Linked DNA regions of Sus scrofa: region 1 is linked to region 2. Evidence: chromatin contacts called from public Hi-C data. All regions are on one chromosome and are shown on one strand. Each heading gives the region's core, a stretch centred on a gene start, on an enhancer-like site or on the middle of the called end of the contact. The rest is flanking DNA. Distances are from core to core; before and after follow the strand shown. Region 1 overlaps SFMBT2 (scm-like with four MBT domains protein 2). Region 2 holds the start of SFMBT2 (scm-like with four MBT domains protein 2).

Evidence for each region. Hi-C and Micro-C count contacts between places; a contact is called where the count stands out from the background.
Region 1: a contact with region 2 is called in a Hi-C map of liver, with 5 times the contacts expected there. The contact joins the enhancer-like site here to the promoter of SFMBT2 in region 2. A contact is called at or near these places in 1 of 5 promoter capture datasets (fetal skeletal muscle), 6 of 47 Hi-C or Micro-C datasets (embryonic fibroblasts, liver and skeletal muscle) and 1 of 2 datasets of contacts at active chromatin or transcription factors (skeletal muscle).

The regions. Positions count from the first base shown.
Region 1 is chr10:64,013,505-64,016,204 of Sscrofa11.1, forward strand. The region is part of intron 9 of SFMBT2 (scm-like with four MBT domains protein 2); the gene reads left to right. Among named protein-coding and RNA genes, the nearest start is that of SFMBT2, 140 kb to the left of the region's middle. Within about 2 kb of position 1,352, at least 8 of the 83 cell types and tissues checked have an H3K27ac peak or open chromatin away from gene starts, as enhancers often do. A contact at or near this core is called in liver, where this site is marked.
Region 2 is chr10:63,875,746-63,878,445 of Sscrofa11.1, forward strand. SFMBT2 (scm-like with four MBT domains protein 2) reads left to right here and starts at 1,288. Exons shown (of 21, transcript XM_021065007.1): 1 at 1,288-1,466.

The DNA.
Region 1 (2,700 bases), core at 102-2,601, 140 kb after region 2:
GTAAAATAGATAGTTCTGTATATGCTTATAGCAGACTTAAAGCAATCATTTTTTCCTTGATTTTTTTTTTTTTAAGTGAATTAGGTGCAGTTTCATGCCTCCATAACTTTCCATGGACTCATAAGTTTCATGTTGTTCCTTATTCTGGGATGTAGTTTTTTTGTTATCCCCAGAGTTATCAATAATAATGGCCTTGAATCTTAGTGTATCAAATGTTATCAGTTTTTAAGGCTGCTATTATGGGATGCATTCCCAGAAGTGAAACTGTTGTGTCAAAGTTCATGGACATTTTTACTGCCAAATTGTTTTGCAGAAGAATTGTCCACTTGCAGTGCCAATAGCAGTGTTTGCAAGGGGAGCTGTTTTATGTCAATTAATTTGTATCATAGGAAATGGGTCATCGACCTGTTTCCTTTTGGACCTGTAACAGTTGGAACTTCATGCAGAATAAACACTAATTAAGGCTTAAATAACTCTAGTGGTGGAGGTTCAACAGTCTCAGATGGCAGCTTGTTGCAAATTTTAATAGCCAGAGGGGTTTTGATTTCCTTTTATTTTCTTTTCCCTTCTGCTACTTCCCTCCCTCCTGGGTTTAAAATGCGCTTTCCTGGCTACAGTTAAGCCTTAGTACTTCTTGTTCTGTCTTTGTTGATTAATGAGTATAATTGACCCCTGTTGTCTCTATTATACGAGCCACAGCAATTTGTTTTTATGTAGCAGTTATTTTCTGAGCTGTCACAAAACTGCCTCACAAAGCAAGCTCATTATCAGCCAGAAGGAGAAGAATTTTAAGTGATGAAGTGAATAAAAGGTCCCTAAGAGCAGGAGGAGGAGGAGGAGAAGTTAAGGCTGTTCAAATGTGCAAGGAAAGGAGAACATTCTAGACGCAGAGTAATTACGCGGTGCTTAGGTACCCAGTAAGACTTGTTTACATCCTGAAATTATCAGATTAAAAATGGCTCCCTGTAGAGTCTTGGAGGTTGGGTATAGAAAGCCGTGAGCATGGCGTTTATGGAGTGGGCGGAAGTCCATTGGAAGGTAATGATTATGAAGGTGATAGAAAACCCAACAGAATGTCTCTCTGTAGGAGGAGCAGAGGTAACCTCTGAGCGGGCAAGTCCCATCTGAACCGATGTGGACCATTCAGAATACCTCAACGTGATGTTATTTCAGACACTGGTTTGCTCTTCATCGCAATAGGTTGGTTGTTTTGTTTTTCTGTTTCTCCCTTCTCTTCATGATCTTGATAGGATTTTCCTTTGCTCACAAACTAAGTCACAAAGGTCCAGGGAAGAGACAGGGAGTGGCAGGAGATCCTGACGTCAGCAAAGTGCTCGGCCAAAGCCCTAAACAAACGCAGTCCTTCTGTTGGGGGATTCGGTTGGTGTCCAGCTGATCAGTCAAGAGCTGTTGCATAACCTCCCTTCATCCGCCGTCACGCTTTTCTCCTGGGAGATCGAGGAGTGAATTAACCACAGAGGCGAGGAAATAATCCTAAGTAGCAGCAGTCATCAGTAGCAGTGGCTCTGACTCACGCGAGGCAACAGATCTGTATTTTGTGAATTAGTAGATCGGGAAAATCAGGTGCAGAAGATGTAATGTACTTAACCTTGGTTCATCCAAGGCCTGGTAGAGCTGGGTCCGGATCTGGTTCTCCTTCCTGGTTGGGCACCCTTCATATAGTGAGGGGAGTTCTCCCCGGTGTGTGCTGCCTTTCGGTGAAGTCTTCTGTTCTTCCATATTAGTGCAAGGATTTCATCCAAAACGGTCCCAGGGAAATGACTCGAAGTAGAGGATTCTATTACTTGCAAAGGAACTTGCAGTACCCTGCCTGAGACCCGTTTTGTTTTGTTTGTAAGTGGTCAGAAGAAAGTTGGTCTGGTCCCTTCCAGAATCCTCTGGCTGGGGGGAGGGGATGTGGCAGGATGTGCGGAACGTTGTCAAAACCAGCTCCAAAGACCATGGCAGCTCAGACTCTGAGACATTCTGTCTCCTCGTGGGAAAGTAAGGAGCATCTGTCAGTCTTTCTAGAAGGATGGGGCTGTGTCAGGAGGAAGCGGGGGAGGGGAAGCTTGGCAGGCGAGGGGAGGGGCAAGGGTCAGTCCCCAGGCCAGAGGAAGACAGCTGCCTTCTTGGCTAACCCCCACCTCATCTTTTAAAAAGCGGGGCAGATTGAGCTTCCTTAACGAGCCGTGTACTGTCTTGTACTTGCAAGCGCACGTGAAGGTAGGACGCAAGCAGTTTCTTGAGTTCATTCCTTGCGGAATTTCTGCCGGCTCCCTGCAACTGGGGGATTTAGTAACAAAATTCCCCTTCTTTAGTAAATTTGCAGGTGTAGAATTTATGATGACGTGTGGAAGGGACATTGAGGGGAGGCTTGGTTTAAAATATACTTTAGAAATCCCTCGTGACTGTGTTTGACATATGCTTAAACCAGTCGAATGATGATTATCAGGCATTTTGCAGTTTCCGTTAATTCCGACTGGTTCCGGGTTTTGCATCGTCATTGCCTTCCTTGTTCACAGGAAATACAAGTGACACCCACATGAGGAGGAATTTCCCTGCCCGGGTTCAACCACGCCCGCAACGCCTTTCTTGTTTTACGCTCTAAACTTCTCCCGTGCCTTGTCGTGGTGCTCGAGACCCATCTGTAGGGTAACCTTGTGTAGCTCTTCCCCCAAATTAAAGGAACGAAGAAAG
Region 2 (2,700 bases), core at 38-2,537:
GGGGACCAGGAAGCTGGACGGGATGCAGACTGGGGCTGGAGTTTGAACCGTGTGAGTCGCTTGCCCTCTCAGAGTCTCAGGCGGCACCTCAGATGGAGATGTGAGAGGACGAAGGCGTTTTATACCTCGCAGAGAGCTCTCCAAGATGTAAGGAAATACCTTTTGCGCAGACGGCAAGTGAGCAGGGTCTCCCTGCCGCCGGAGCCCCCCCAGGATCTCCGACCTCCGCCCACGTTTCCGTGGAACGCCGCTCGCGACCGTGCGGCTTGGATCGAGCAGTTTCTGGGCACATCCCTTTGGCGGTTCTTCTAGACCAACTCTGCCCCCACCGTCGGGGAGAGGACCCGCCTATGCTGGACCCCTGTCCGTCCTGTGCGCGCTCGGACTCTGACCTCCACTCTCCATCCCCGGATCCCCTGCCCAGTCCCCAGCCTTACGGAGCATTCACCTTTCCTCCGGGGACCTCATGTGCCCGGCTCCTCTGTCTTTGAGGACGCGCGGGAGTGGCCGGGCTTGGGAGGGTGGGCGGAGCTGCGAACTCGCCGCAGCCTTGGGGACCTCTCAGTCCTCCTGACCCCTGGGCCGGGGTTAGGGGCGCAGCGAGAGGGGGTTGTAGGAAGAAGATGGACACAGAACTGGGAGACTCCGGGGGATTTTACCTCTTGTGGCCATAAGGCAAAAACCCTGACAAAAGGTGTCCTATCTCCATTTCCCACGGAAATAAATTCTAGCCCCTCGCAGCATCTCCTCTCTACTAAGTACAGCCCACCTAAGGAAGTTCTCGGTCTGGCCCCTCGGACGTCGCCAGTATTTCCGCCCTGGGGACGTTCCGTTCAGTCTCTGCTCAGCTCAGGCCTGAGGAGCTCTGCTTTGTCCGCCTCCCTCCCCTGTCCCCGGAATAGGGCCCGGGGACCCGCCACCCGGAAACCCTGCCCCGTAGGGATCTGCGCGGCCCCCCATTTCCCCCCACCGTCGCCGAAGGCCACGTTTTTCTCGGGCGGGAATCTTTTCCCGCCTTACAAATAGCTGGCCCAAGCCCGGTGCCCTCTTTGGTCGCCTAGGCCTGGACATAGCCCGGGAGACGCCGTGGCGACCCTTGTTAGCTGCGTCCCGCAGATACCTCGCCCGAGCAGTTACTCCCCTGCGGTGGTTTCCCTGGAAAATCTTTCCTCGGCCCCCTCCCGCCCTCCCTGAGGGCCAGGAAATGTTTGAATCTGCATAGAAAAGGCGCAATTTAAGTGCTGGGTGGGGCGCAGTGGGGCGGGACAGGGGTTGCGGAGAGGATTGAATTTCTCTTCGCTCGCAACCTTCCGTCGGCGGATAAAGCGCAAGTTTGTGGATTTCGCCCCCAGAGAGATTGCAAAACCGATGAAACAGAAAGTGTCCAGTGAGATGCAGAGTTTGCCCAGATTTCCCTGCAGAGGCGTTTGCGGAAACCCCTGTGATGGGAACTTTCTGCATTTCGTGTACGGAGGGAGCTAAAGGAAAGGAGGGAAGGGAGCGGGGCGGGGAGGGAGGCATTGGGAGCGTGAAGCGTGAAGCGTGTGTGTGTGTGTGTGTGTGTGTGTGTGTGTGTGTGTGTGTACGCGCGCGCGCGCGCGCGCGCAGGGGGGGAGGTTGTGCCCGGGAGCGGGGGCGTCACAGCGGGGGCAGAGGAAGGAGTGCAGAACGTCCTGCAGGCTAATTGGCTTAAGACGTTCTGCAAGCGCTTGGAAAAGGTCGTTGAAGGAGTTCGCTGCACACACACCAAATAATAATCTTAAAAAAGAGTGCCGGGCATGCGCACACGGAGGATGCCATATTGGAAGGAGGCTGTAGTGGGAGTCGGAGGACCAGAGCGGGCGCGCGAGGGAGGCGGCGGGCGGGGAGTGAGCGAGGCAGAGCGAGCGAGCGGGCGGGCGAGGCCGGCGTCCCCACCCCCCCTAACCCCCGGCGGCGCCCGGGGCCTCGGTCCACCCACGGGGAGGACGAACTTCACCAGGTAGGACGCCGCGCCGGCCGCTGTCCCCGCGCCCAGCCCGCCCCGCGAGCAACCCTCCGGCCCGCAGGTTGAGTGCGCCGGGCAGGCTTCTTTTTTTCCAGCTCCGAAAAAAAAAAAAAGGGAAGCTCGAGCTAGCCCGGGAGTGGGGGGCTGGAGGAGGGGGTGCCGAGGGAGAGAAGCGAAAGAGAAGGGCTGGAGGAGAAAGCGACAGCACTTGAGCAGAGCCCCAAACTCCGCGCTGCGCTCCGGGTTGTCATTTTTGCTCCCCCGTCCCCTTCCCCCTCGTCCCTCCGCTTTGAAAAAGCCGGGCCTTGCGGGAGTCCGTCCGTAGTTGCAAAGTGTCCTCCCGGGTGCAAAGCTGTCCTCTCCCGCCGCCCACCTCCCGCATTTGTGCGCTCGTTTTAGCGACGCAGCCGCCCTTGCTACCCCCCGCGCTCCCTCGTCTTCTCTCGGGGGTCTCTTTCTTCGGCTTCCTTTTTTTTTTTCCCCCCTTTCCTTTTCTTTTCGGTGTGTCTGTTAGGGGTGGCAGGAGGGGGGTGTGGAGAAGATGGTGGGTGAGTACTGGAGACCAACCATCTAGAGGATTAAAAATCGTGTACATATTCGGAGTCACCCCTTTGGAAACATTTGCCTGTGCAGCTGAAATGAAATTGTCAGTAGTAGTTTCGGAGCGAGCTCCGGTATGGATGATCTTTTTGTTCTTTTTTTCCCTTTTTTCC